Linked DNA regions of Danio rerio: region 1 is linked to region 2. A link is a contact called in public Hi-C data. All regions are on one chromosome and are shown on one strand. The core of a region is the stretch at or near the end of the contact, and the rest is flanking DNA. Distances in the headings are between cores, read along the strand shown.

Region 1 (6,334 bases), core at 92-2,591, 49 kb after region 2:
TTCTCTCTACTGTCCCGAACATCTTCCACGCTGGCCCCGGGCCATCAAGCAGTCCTTACGCCCCATTCACACGGGGCTTCAGCGTCAACGCTTGACTTAAGGCGTGTCTGAAGTTGGGGCTGAAGCAATCGTCATAGAAGCGTCAGCCAATGAAATTCAGTCAGCAATAGGCCACTGTCTAGCTGGTGTATTTGCATACAGCGATCTTATTGGCTGACGCTTCCGTCAAAATAAAAGTTGAGCTAGTCCCAACTTCTGCAGCGAGCAATGCCTCTGAAGCGGCGCCGACGGATCCACAATGCAGTTCAGCAACGCCTGACGTCACCCATTCAAAGTGAATGGGAAGCTTTGACGCTGAAGCCCCGTGTGAATCGGGTGTTATTGTTAAGCCTAAACTATCCCTTTAAGTCATCTAACAGAAAAGCACATCCATCAGAGCTAGAAATTACTTCCAAAATATGTCTGCATCATAATTTAAAATAAATAAATTATAATAAATTATTTAAATAAATAAAAATATACATTAAAAGCAATCACAAAGAAACATCTCAATTTTCTTGTTGAATTGGGAATATTTGTTATCCTTCATAAAAAAAAACATGTTTTCTGATGTTTTTATACATATATCCAAATCTGTCATCATTCCACATATGCAAATATAGTTTAAAATACAGCAGTTTCATTGGTTGTTGTGCATGTTGATGCACTGCAACAAATTACAGACAAATAGTTCCCAATTAAATTTCACATCTTGTTTTTGGCCATGAAACCCTTCCATGCTTAAGTAATTTGTGTTTTATTTGTCATTCATTCATACATTTTCCTTCGGCTTAGTCCCTTATTTATCAGGGGTCGCCACAGCAGAATGAACCGCCAATTAATCCAGCATATGTTTCATGCAGCGGATGCCCAGCCAATTTAGTTTATCCAATTCACGTACACCACATGTTTTTGGACTGTGGGGGAAACCGGAGCACCCATAGGAAACCCACACCAACACCGGGAGAACATGCAAACTCCACACAGAAATGACAATTGACCCAGACAAGACTCAAAGCAGCGACCTTCTTGCTGTGAGGCGACAGTGCTAACCGCTGAGCCACGTGCCACCCCTTCTATAGAAACCTACCAATGTTGTCTTTAAATGTTTAATGAAACGGTAGCTCCTGCAACCCGATAGAGATATCTTGTAGGCTCCCTTTACGCCAGCTACACTGAATAGTGCGTCAGAATAAAACCAGATCTCTCACACAAAGCATGAACTGCAGGATCAGGCCATGAATGTTCATTGCGTGATCACATAAAGCTTTCATTGTGCCCTCACACAACTCGTTCCCTGTGAGTTGATGTGAATCAGTCTTGTGTATTTCATTCAGTTTATATGAGTGATTCAGAGCATATACATGTAGCACTGTTTACACTACAGCTGCATTAGTAAGACTTTTGATTCGAAAAGAAACTAAAACTTGTTTAAAAAGCAGTTTATTATAAATAGAGCACTTTATCCTCTGAAAATGCTGTGCAATGTGTTTAGATTTGTCATTTTATTATGGTTATTTATATTTATTTATAATACAGTATAATAATCTCTAGCTCTTCACCTGAAAAGTAACGACATTTAAAGATAATTATATTGATTATAAAAGTATATGATATTTATAGACAAAAAAACAAACAAAAAAAAAACAAACAAAACTAAAATAGTCATGGAATGGCCTGCACAGTGTCCAGACCTTAATATACTGTATTGCTAGCAATAGCCATTTTATTCTAAAATCAGTGTTTTGTTTTTCTTAATTTTGTGTGCATATTTATTTTCTATCTTTTTATATCTTAATGCAGAGACCAGTCTAATATCTGGAAGATCATTAAAACTTTGATAAACATCAAAACGGTTGGGGGACAAAACTTTTGCACAGTACTGTATACATCACCATTTACACAAAAATAAATAAATCAGTTTTTTTTTATAAATCAAGCATTTTATCGTCTGAAAAAGCTGAAAAAGTATACAGTACTGTGCAAAATGCGTTTACATTTGTCATTTAAATATGATTATTTTTATTTATAATATAGTATAATAATCTCTCGCTCTTGATCTGAAAAGTAACTACATTTAAAGATAATTATATTGATTATAAAATTATATGATATATATATATATATATATATATATATATATATATATATATATATATATATATATATATATATATATATATATATATAAAACTTAATCAATCATGGAATGGCCTCCACAGTGTCCAGACCTTAAAATACTGTAGTTTTGCTAGCAGGAGCCATTTGATTCTGAAATCAGTGTTTTGTTTTTCTTAATTTTATGTGCATATGTCTTTTCTATCTGTTTATATCTTAATGCAGAGACCAGTCTAATATCTGGAAGATCATTAAGACTTTGATAAAACACCAAAACTGTTGGGGGACCAAGACTTTTGCACAGTACTGTACTGTGATTATAATTATTTTTATCAAAAAATAAAAATAAATTGAGAAAATTCCTTACAAACCAAGTACTTTATCCTGCGAGAATGCTGAAAAAGCATACAGTGCTGTGCAAAATGTGTTTGCATTTGTCATTTTAATATAACTATTTATATTTATTTTTAATACAGTATATTAATTTCTCGATCTTCACCTGAAAAGTAATGACATTTAAAGATAATTACATTGATTATAAAAGTATAAGATATTTATAGACAAAAAAAACAACTACAACTGTCATGGAATGGCCTGCACAGTGTCCAGACCCTAATTTACTATAGTATTACTTTTTAATTCTAAAAACAGTGTTTTGGTTCTCCTAGTTTTGTGTGCATATTTTTTTCTATCTGTTTATATCCTAATGCAGAGAACAGTCTAATATCTGGAAGATCATTAAAACTTTAATAAAACACCAACCCTGTTGGGGGACCAAAACTTTTGTATAGGACTGTATATATCACCATTTATACAAAAATAAATAAATCAGTTTTTTTATAAATCAAGCATTTTATTCACTGAGAATACTGAAAAAACATACAGTACTGTGCAAAATGCGTTTAGATTTGTCATTTTAATATGATTATTTTTATTTATAATATAGTATAATAATCTCTCGCTCTTCACCTGAAAAGTAACGACATTTAAAGATAATTATATTGATTATAAAATTATATGATATATATATATATATATATATATATATATATATATATATATATATATATATATATATATATAAATATATATATATATATATATATATATATATATATAAAACTAAATCAATCATGGAATGGCCTCCACAGTGTCCAGACCTTAATATACTGTAGTTTTGCTAGCAGGAGCTCATTTTTATTCTGAAATCAGCGTTTTTGTTCTTAATTTTGTGTGGATATTTCTTTTTTTTATCTGTATATATCTTAATGCAGAGACCAGTTTAATATCGGGAAGGTCATGAAAACTTTGATAAAACACCAAAACTGTTGGGGGACCAAAACTTTTGCACAGTACTGTATATATCACCATTTAGACAAAAATAAATAAACAAATTCGAACAATTCCCTTAGGACCACAATGAAGACTGGACTGGACACTTTCCCAGAGTTTGTGGCTGCAAGGGCATCCACTGGGCAAAACATATGCTGGATGACCCCTGATAAATAAAAGACTAAGCTGAAAGAAAATAAATGAATGAGTAAATAACTGAACTACTTATTTTATAAACTACATGTTGTTATCTTTGCTCTATATTGTTTCGTTGTTATGACATTTTTAAAGTGTAAGAAAATTGATTATTTGACTTTATTTTATATAGAAGTCTCAATTTTGGCAGAATTAGAATCTAAACACTTGTTATTAGCGATAATTGTGCCTGTCATAGGCTACATTAAAGCAAATGATTCATTAACTATAGGATGAATTTTACATTATTTGTTAAAATACCCATTGCATTGTGTTTTATTAACACCTGCCCTTACTCAACCCTAAACCAAACCATAACAATAACGTACAAATAGTAATTATTGTGCAGTATCACAATGTTAGCCTATATCGAAGTGCCTTCAAGTATTCGCTTATTGATGTGAGCACACCCAACAAGTAGTCGCAGCTGTATCCCTTCCCTACTAAACGTTTCTCTCATATTTCCAATAGTGTTTCACAGGACTTCTGTATGACGTTTTTCCCCAACTAATAGCTGTTACAGGTGCGGTTCATCACTACTGTAACCCATAATCTCTGTTAAACCTGGGTTCAACGAGCAATTGTCACAAGGTGCTAATGGATTCCCGATGCTAGCTATAGGGATCGATTAATATGCTAATTAGAGACAGTTCTGGACATTCCAGGAACAGGGTGTTTCTGTCTGGAGTTTCCTACACCTGTAATACACATCTGGGACATTTACCTCACTAGAAACACACTTTTCCACGACACAGGCTTGGCTATTACTCTGTGCTCATGTAATGTCGTAGTATCGTCACGTTTGGTCGCAGTTTCTCTTTTGGCAAAACACTAAATGTCGACGTTACAACCCAAATAAAAATTACTATAATGGTTTATAGTAAATACCACTGCTTTTTTGAACCAAAGGCTACTGTAAGTTATTGTTATTGAGTGGTACAGCATAGACAAACTGTAAAAAAAAAAAGAGTTTAGCGTGCTTACTGCAGTAAAACTGTGAAAATGTAGTTTGGGTAACTTGTTTATACTAGTTGTTGTATTACCATAGTAATTACCCTAGCAGGTCAATTCTACTATAGTAGCCTAGCTATTGAGGTTTCAAAATGAATAGGAACACAAGATTGCAGACTCACACTGTGCATTTCCTGAAGTGATAAAACATTAATACTGCTACATTGTTAAGTTTTTGCTTGTTTATTTATTTATTTTACAGTGTAAAAATGATTAAACTTTAGTCAGACAATTCAGAGTATTATTAATTTTTATTTTCCTCTGCGTTTGTAGAATGTAAAAATCTGTATTAAATAATAATCATTATTGTATAATAACAAAAAGGTCTAATTACACTCACCGGCCACTTTATTAGGTACACCTTACTAGTAGCGGGTTGGATCCTCTTTTGCCTTCAGAACTGACTTAATCCTTTGTGGCATAGATTCAACAAGGTACTGGAAATATTCCTCAGAGATTTTGCTCCATATTGACATGATAGCATCACACAGTTGCAGCAGATTTGTCGGCTGCACATCCATGATGTGAATCTCCCGTTCCACCACATCCCAAAGGTGCTCTTGGATTGAGTTTTGGTGACAGTGAGTACAGTGAACTCGTCGTGTTTAAGAAACCAGTCTGATATTATTCAGGCTTTATGATATGGCACGTTATCCGGTTGGAAGTAGCCATCAGAAGATGTGTACACTGTGGTCATAAAGGGATGGACATGGTCAGAAACAATACTCAGGTAGGCTTAGGCGTTGACATGATGCTTAATTGGTACTAATGGGCCCAAAGTGTGCCAAGAAAATATCGCCCACACCATTACACCACCACAACCAGCCTGAACCATTGATACAAGGCAGGATGGATCCATGCTTTAAATTTGTTGACGCCAAATTCTGACCCGACCATCCAAATGTCACAGCAGATATCGAGACTCATCAGAGCAGGCAATGTTTCTCCAATCTGCTATTGTCCAGTTTTGGTGAACCTGTGTGAATTGTAGCCTCAGTTTCCTGTTCTTAGCTGACAGGAGCGGCACCCGGTGTGGTCTTCTGCTGCTGTAGCCCATCCGCCTCAAGGTTGGACGTGTTGTGTGTTCAGAGATGCTCTTCTGCAGACCTCGCTTGTAGCGAGTGGCTATTCGAGTTGCTGCTGCCTTTCTGTTAGCTGGAACCAATCTGGCCATTCTCCTCTGACATCAACAAGGCATTTGTGCAAACAGAACTGCCACTCACTGGATGTGTTCTCTTTTTTGAAACATTCTCTGTAAACCTTAGAGATGGTTGTGCGTGAAAATCCCTGTAGATCAGCAGGTTCTGAAATACTCAGACCAGCCCGTCTGGCAGCAACAACCATGCCACGTTCAAAGTCACTTAAATCATCTTTCTTCCCCATTCTGATGCTCAATTTGATCTGCAGCAGATCGTCTTGACCATGTCTACATGCCTAAATAAATTGAGTTACTCCCATGTGATTGGCTGATTAGAATTTTGCATGAACAACCAGTTGGACAGGTGTACCTCAAAGTCATTTGTTTATATTAGTATATTTGTTGTTGTGTTACCACAGCAACTATAGAATTACCACAGCAGATTAATCCAATTTCTTCACGAGTATATGATTCAAGAAAATTCACAAATTACAGTATTTA
Region 2 (6,766 bases), core at 4,186-6,685:
GTTTTTACATTGTTTCCCAGCCAAATTCAAAGAAATAAACCTTTTCCAGAAGAAAAATATACTACATATAACAAGTTTGTCTTCAACTGTACATCCCAGAAAAAATCAACTAGATTAAGCCAGGACTAGGCCTTAGTTAAATAAGGCTATTTAAGACACATTTATAAAAATGGCCTTAGACAAATATTACTGGTGTGCACCTGGGCCCGGTTTTTCAAAAGTAATCCACTAGGATTTTGGATAAGGGATTGGATCAAATCTTGAAAATGGGTTTTTCAAATGAAAAAACGGATTAAGTAATCGGATTAGATCACGTAATCCAATCTTGGTTTTGATCCGGATCAAACCTTTAGTTTGGGTTTTTTAGACCTTTTTTGTAGGATCTAGATCAGTTTGATCCAAAAACCCTGGATTAAACTGATCCCATCACAAGGGTGGATTTAGCGTGGATTTCATGCCTGAAATGTAATGAAAACTTAAAAAATGTATTAAATAATACTATTTTTGGATCATGCAGTATCTTACGAGATATACTTTTTATTCATAAGGTTTTAATTTTATTTGTTCATCTGTCAGGCTATAGTGAGTATAGGTTTTAACGTATTCAGCCTTTCAGTATAGGCCTACAGCAAAGTAGAACGAGTTTGGCCTCATAAAATAATCCCCCAAACAGCTGTCAAAACTGACCAAAAACAATACATTTTATTCTGTCACTAATTGATATATATATATTCATCACAATGGAAAATATTTTTCTTTTTAGAATATTTATTAGTGATGCATGCAATGATTACAGAATAACAAAAAAAAATTGCAAAGAATGGCAATCGCTGATTTTTTAAATCACTTTCAACAATTGCAAAAAGAGACTTAAAGGGCAGAAGCACAGCTTCATCTGGCAGAGAAACAACCGACTCTAACCAAACTGCAGCAAACCAAGGCCAATGACTTGAGATTCGCCTCCAAAAGGCTACGCTCAGACAAGCTGGTCTCTCCACATCAGATGAGGAAGTCTGAAATTATTGTGGAGTTTTTGACATTAAGTCTTTTTTTTTTAATTTACATCTATATTTGAAACTTATTATAAATATCCTCAATGTACAGTGTTATAGGTCTCAGATGAGCGGACTGCTGAAAGAGGATGGGGTGGGGTTTTTCTTGTTTTTATTATTTATTATTATTATTATTTTAATAATTATAAAATTTTCTTTAGTTTTTATTTAAAATAAAAATAAAGTTATATTGGCCCCACGCTGGCTATACTACTTGTTGCTCTTTACATATCTATAGTTCTACATTGTGATGTCCTATGCTGTTTGAGCACTGCATGGTTATCCAGATTTAGTGATCCTGAAAAGTTCCTATCCGGATCAGATTGATCCAATCCGATGTTGCTTTGAAAAACTGGCTCAAAAAGTAAGCTGGATTACGTGATCACGGATCGCAAAAACAGGATTACTAAATCTGGATCAATTTTATCCGGGTTAAACCTTTTGAAAAACCGGGCCCAGGAGACAAAAAAATGACACTCACATATTTTAAGACATCGCACCGCAAGTTACTTTGAGTTGAAACAGCTCAAACATGCAATTTAATCCTGACTAGCCTTAAACCTTGTTTGTGAAACCGAGGCAAAGACTATTAACAGGGTTAGGGCTAGGGTTATCTCAAGACATTTTGTAACATTAGTCTTATTTATAACATCCATTTTTTTTTGCCCTCATGCCAGTACATGATGTTATTTGTAAGATATTCAATTTAAAGTGCAGTTTTAAGGCTTAACTAATTAGGTTAACTTGGTTAACCACGCAAGTCATTGGACAACTGTGGTTTGTTCTGTAACCAATAATATTGACCTTTTAAATTTTTTTACATGGTTTCCCACACAAACTAAAAAAATTTACTTTTTCCAGAAGGAAAATCTACCAGATTAAACAATTTTGTCTTCTACTGTACATCCCAGAAAAACAGAAACAATCAAAATAAACAGAAACATAAATGCACTAGCTCATACGGCAATGCTAACAAAGCTGATAATCAAATAACCCAATGAGAACACATTTATCAGATATCAAATTAAGGTTAGGGTTATATCTCATTGCTGAAATTCTTAGTCAAGGTAGATGTGCTTTAAAACAAAGTGCTCATGTAATCATCAGAAAAAGTGCCTAGAACTGAAGATTTATTTTAGACAGAAATCGACAGGGGATTCTGACGTAACACCAGCAGCCTCTGACTGCAAACGCCTTCACTTTGTTCAATGCTTTCGACCCCTTTAAAACCCCAGAGAGTTTGTTTCAACTGGATGTGTTCACCTGCTGGACGAGTGCTGGATCAGACCCAGAATTACACACAACACAAGCTTTCAGAGCCTTTCATTATTAAACAGTTCATAGCTATGGTATATCTTGTGATATTTTCATTGCTGCGTGTTCCCGAGGCTTCTTACATAATCGCTTCACCATGTCACCCAATAGGCTATTTTCTGCCCCTGAGAATATAAGGAGAATTCGAATAGAGAACATGTGTGTAGAGATGTGTCATATTGTCATTTCATTTTGTAACAGTATCAGAATTTCTGTTCTAAAGAAATGCATACTTGAAATACATTACGAAGCCTCTCATATAGAGATCTGGGCAATTTTTAATTTAAATATCAATTCTCACTATTAACTACTGGCTTATTAACCTGCCTATTATTATTTATTAGTACATATAGAGTATGATCTTATTCTACATTTCTAATTCTACCCAATACCTAAACCTAACTAGCTTAATAAGTATTAAAAAGACGCTGATTATGATTGTTTTTTAGCTAAAAGTCATAGTTAATGGTTTGTTAGCCGAAGCACCCGAAGGAAACACACGCCAACACGGGGAGAACATGCAAACTCCACACAGTAATGCCAACTGACCTAGCCGGGACTCAAACCAGTGACCTTCTTGCTCTGAGGTAACAGTGCTAAAAACTGAGACACCATGTCGATACTAAAATCATAACATACTCACTAAATACTATTTGTTTTGTTGTTTTTGTTTTTGTTTTGCACATCCCGAAGCCTAGTTTTCGGTGTTTGCTTATTGGGTGAGTGTGAATCAGATATAACTGACATTTTGTCTGAACTAGTCAACAGTGCATCTCCAAGCAGAGAACAGACTAAATTATTGATTTGAAGAAAGAAGATACAGAGGGAATGTATCGCTGCTCAAAGATACATGAAGAAATGATAGAAAGTTTTAGCAACCATTTGACAACCATTGCACATTTTCACAAACAAAGAAACATAACAATCAGTTTCTTTATATACAGAACAGTTGAAGTCAGAATTATTAGCCCCCTGTTTATTTTTTCCCCCAATTTCAGTTTAATGGAGAGAAGATTTTTTTCAGCACATTTCTGAACATAATAGTTTTAATAACTCATCTCTAATAACTGATTTATTTTACCTTTGCCCTGATGACAGTCAATAATATTTGACTAGATATTCTATGCAGCTTAAAATGACATTTAAAGGCTTAATTAGGTTAATTTGGTTAACTAGGCAGGTTAGGGGAATTAGGCAAGTTATTGTATAGTATAATGACGTTGTTTTCTGGAGACTATTGAAAAAATATAGCTTAAAGGGGCTAACAATTTTGTCTTTAAGGTGGTGTTTAAAACATTTAAAACTGCTTTTATTCTAGCTGAAATAAAACAAAAGACTTTCTATAGAAGAAAAAATATTATCAGACATACTGTGAAAATTTCCTTGCTCTGTTAAAAATCATTTGGGAAATATTTAAAAAATCAAAGAAACCAAAGGGGGCTAATAATTCTGAGTTATTTATTTTTTTATATTTATTTATTATATTTATTATATTTATACATTTTTGTTTATTTTCTTTACTATATGTATGTTTATTTGATCATGTTTAGGCTCATTGGTCAAAATAAACAAATAAAAAACACAAACCATTTGAAATCTTTAATCATTAGCTCATTCTAATAGTCCATACATAAATCTGATTTATGGCCATATATAAACATTTATATATAAAATTATAGCTAATATATTTAACATACAGTACGCACATATTTCTAAATTGAGTGGTTGAAAAAATATATATTTAACTGGCCATTTTTGTAATAATTTGAAATATATGTTGCATATATGACATATTTTATATATGTAAAATCCAAAAATGAACTTGCATGTCTTATTTGCATATATTGTCATATATCTGAGTTAGCATTTTATTTAAAAAAAAAATTTTATACATGTTTAATATGTATTTGATAGATTTTATTTGATAATTACAATTAAACAGTATTTTTTAGAAGTGAGCGACATACTTAATAATGTCAGTTCACACACTGATTAAAAAAAAAATAATTAATTAATTAATTAAAAATATAAATATAAAAAAGTTTAATAAAATAAATAAAAATAAAATAAAAATAAAATAAATTTTCTGTAGTGTAGTGTTTCCCAGAGATGGGTTGCTGCTGGAAGGGCATGCGCTGCGTAAAACATTTGCTGGATAAGTTGGCGGTTCATTCCGCTGTGGCGACCCCAGATTAATAAAAGGACTAAGTTGAAAAGTAAATGAATGAATAAATGATCTAAGAGCCAATCACACAGCAGAAATGTGCAATTTTCGGGCACCAAAAATGTATCTAAAACATGCAATGCCATTTAATGGACCCTCAAATTTTTGTGGCTTCAGTCATTGTTGGGGTAATCTTTTAAATCTGGAAGCATTAACAACTGATATCGAAATAAATAAATATCATTATCGTTTAATATGGAAAATAATTATCCAGATAGCATTTTTGCCATATCGCCGAGCCCTAATTATACAACATTTCAATTTAAATATCTTCAACAACCTCTATTACGTATACTGGCATGAGGGGGGGCGGTATAAACCTGTCAATCAAGATCAACCTGTCAATCACTGTCAATCGACTGACCTGTCAATCACAACGACTAAAAGCAAACCACAACCATCCAAAAAACACCATTTAACCAAAATCCTCCAACATCTGTTCTCTCATTGTAAGCCATTTCATGACATCTTACAAATACATCACAGTCTCCATCGTGTATATATACGTTCAGATTATTTATTACTCATGACCCTAGCAAATTCTGACTTGAAGTGACTTTTATTCAGCCAGCATTATTTCTTTTTGACCGAAATGACCCGTGCTTCTCCTATAAGATAATGAGGTAAAAAAAGTGTCAGTCTTGAAGAAATACTAATTTCGGGTTTGACTGTAACTAACTTCCTTTATCATTGTAATTCTGCTAAACCCAAACAATTCTGTCAGCTGAACAAAAGCCCCAAATCCGGCTGCTCTGCTGTGTTTACTCAGCTGGTAAACATGCAGTGATTAAGGTGTCATTTACCCCGCTTTACAGGCAGAACCTGAATCATCATAAACCCGTGTCACTGTACTACTGTAGTTCATCACAACAGCTGCGCCTCCACCCACTGATACAAATGCAGAGAAACAGACACAAGCTCTCATTGTGGACAGTCATTTTGCTTAGTTTCACTCTGAAATGGGGATTTTAGTGAAACAATCAGGCCTCTGTTGTGCTCATATTAGAGTTTTAAATGGCTGTATTTAAAGATAAGCTATTTGCACTGAAGTATATGCTTGACTGTTTTGATTGCTCTTCTTTCCAGGAGTTTTAATTAAAAGGTTTCTTGATTGACTGCATCAAGTTTAAGATAAAAGAAATCAATATTTAAATTTGAGATCAAGTAAATCAGTCTTATTTTATATTCGGTGACCTTGTACTTACACTGAAATTAATGATTTAGTACATTGTACTTATTGTGCAAATACCTGTTTTTATCCTTAAAGCTATATATCCATACCACCAAATCTGTCCCTAACCCTACCTTAACTGAACCAGGGGTGGACTGACTATAGAGAAAAATTCAGCCCTGGCCCTGTAGCCACACCACACCAACACAACCACCCCATGGACATGCACATTCACTACTTATAATGGTGTACATATGGTGAAATAATATAGGCAGTACCATATCATATGTAATAGATAATTAAACATTTAATGTATGTGACTGGAACAAAAACAACCTGTTTATAACACTATCTGTGAATCTTGTAAAGTCTGTGTAAAGTGCTGTCCCTTTATACCTTCTAATGCCCTCAATAGAAAGACTGAAATTACTATAGAAATGGGCCACTTGTTCAATAAATGCCAAATTCTAGGGACACTCCTAGCAAAGCAAATAAACAAACATTTGTCATGACCTGTCACTCAAAAGCACCTTGCTATTTAGCTGCTTAACTTAAAATATAGCCAAATTACATTTCTTGAAACCTTTCTTTCTGTATAAGCTGTTTACAGTTGAAGTCTGAATTATTTGCCCCCCCCTGTTTATTTTTTTCCCAATTTTCTGTTTAACAGAGAGCAGATTTTTTAAACACATTTCTAAGCATAATAGTTTTAGTAACTCATCTCTAATAACTGATTTATTTTATCTTTGCCATGATGACAGTAAATAATATTTGACTAGATATTTTTCAAGACACTTCTATACAGCTTGAAGTGACATTTAAAGGCTTAACTAGGTTAATTTGGTTAACTAGATAGACTAGGGTAATTAGGCAAGTTATTGTATAACAATGGTTTGTTCTGTAGACTATAGAAAAATATAGCCAAAAGGGGCTAATAATTTTGTCCAAAAAATTGTGTTTAAAAAATTAATAACTGTTTTAATTCTAGTCGAAATAAAACAAATA

The links. Hi-C and Micro-C count contacts between places; a contact is called where the count stands out from the background.
Region 1: a contact with region 2 is called in a Hi-C map of an unstated tissue, with 2.4 times the contacts expected there. The contact joins two enhancer-like sites. A contact is called at or near these places in 2 of 18 Hi-C or Micro-C datasets (caudal fin and an unstated tissue).

What each region holds. Positions count from the first base shown.
Region 1 is chr18:4,683,895-4,690,228 of GRCz12tu, forward strand. All of the region lies in intron 2 of LOC141378793 (a long non-coding RNA gene), which reads left to right. Among named protein-coding and RNA genes, the nearest start is that of relt, 9.1 kb to the left of the region's middle. Within about 2 kb of position 1,342, at least 6 of the 62 cell types and tissues checked have an H3K27ac peak or open chromatin away from gene starts, as enhancers often do. A contact at or near this core is called in caudal fin, where this site is marked.
Region 2 is chr18:4,630,561-4,637,326 of GRCz12tu, forward strand. All of the region lies in intron 6 of relt (RELT TNF receptor), which reads right to left. All of the region lies in intron 2 of LOC141378793 (a long non-coding RNA gene), which reads left to right. Among named protein-coding and RNA genes, the nearest start is that of p2ry2.3, 34 kb to the left of the region's middle. Within about 2 kb of position 5,436, at least 8 of the 62 cell types and tissues checked have an H3K27ac peak or open chromatin away from gene starts, as enhancers often do. A contact at or near this core is called in caudal fin, where this site is marked.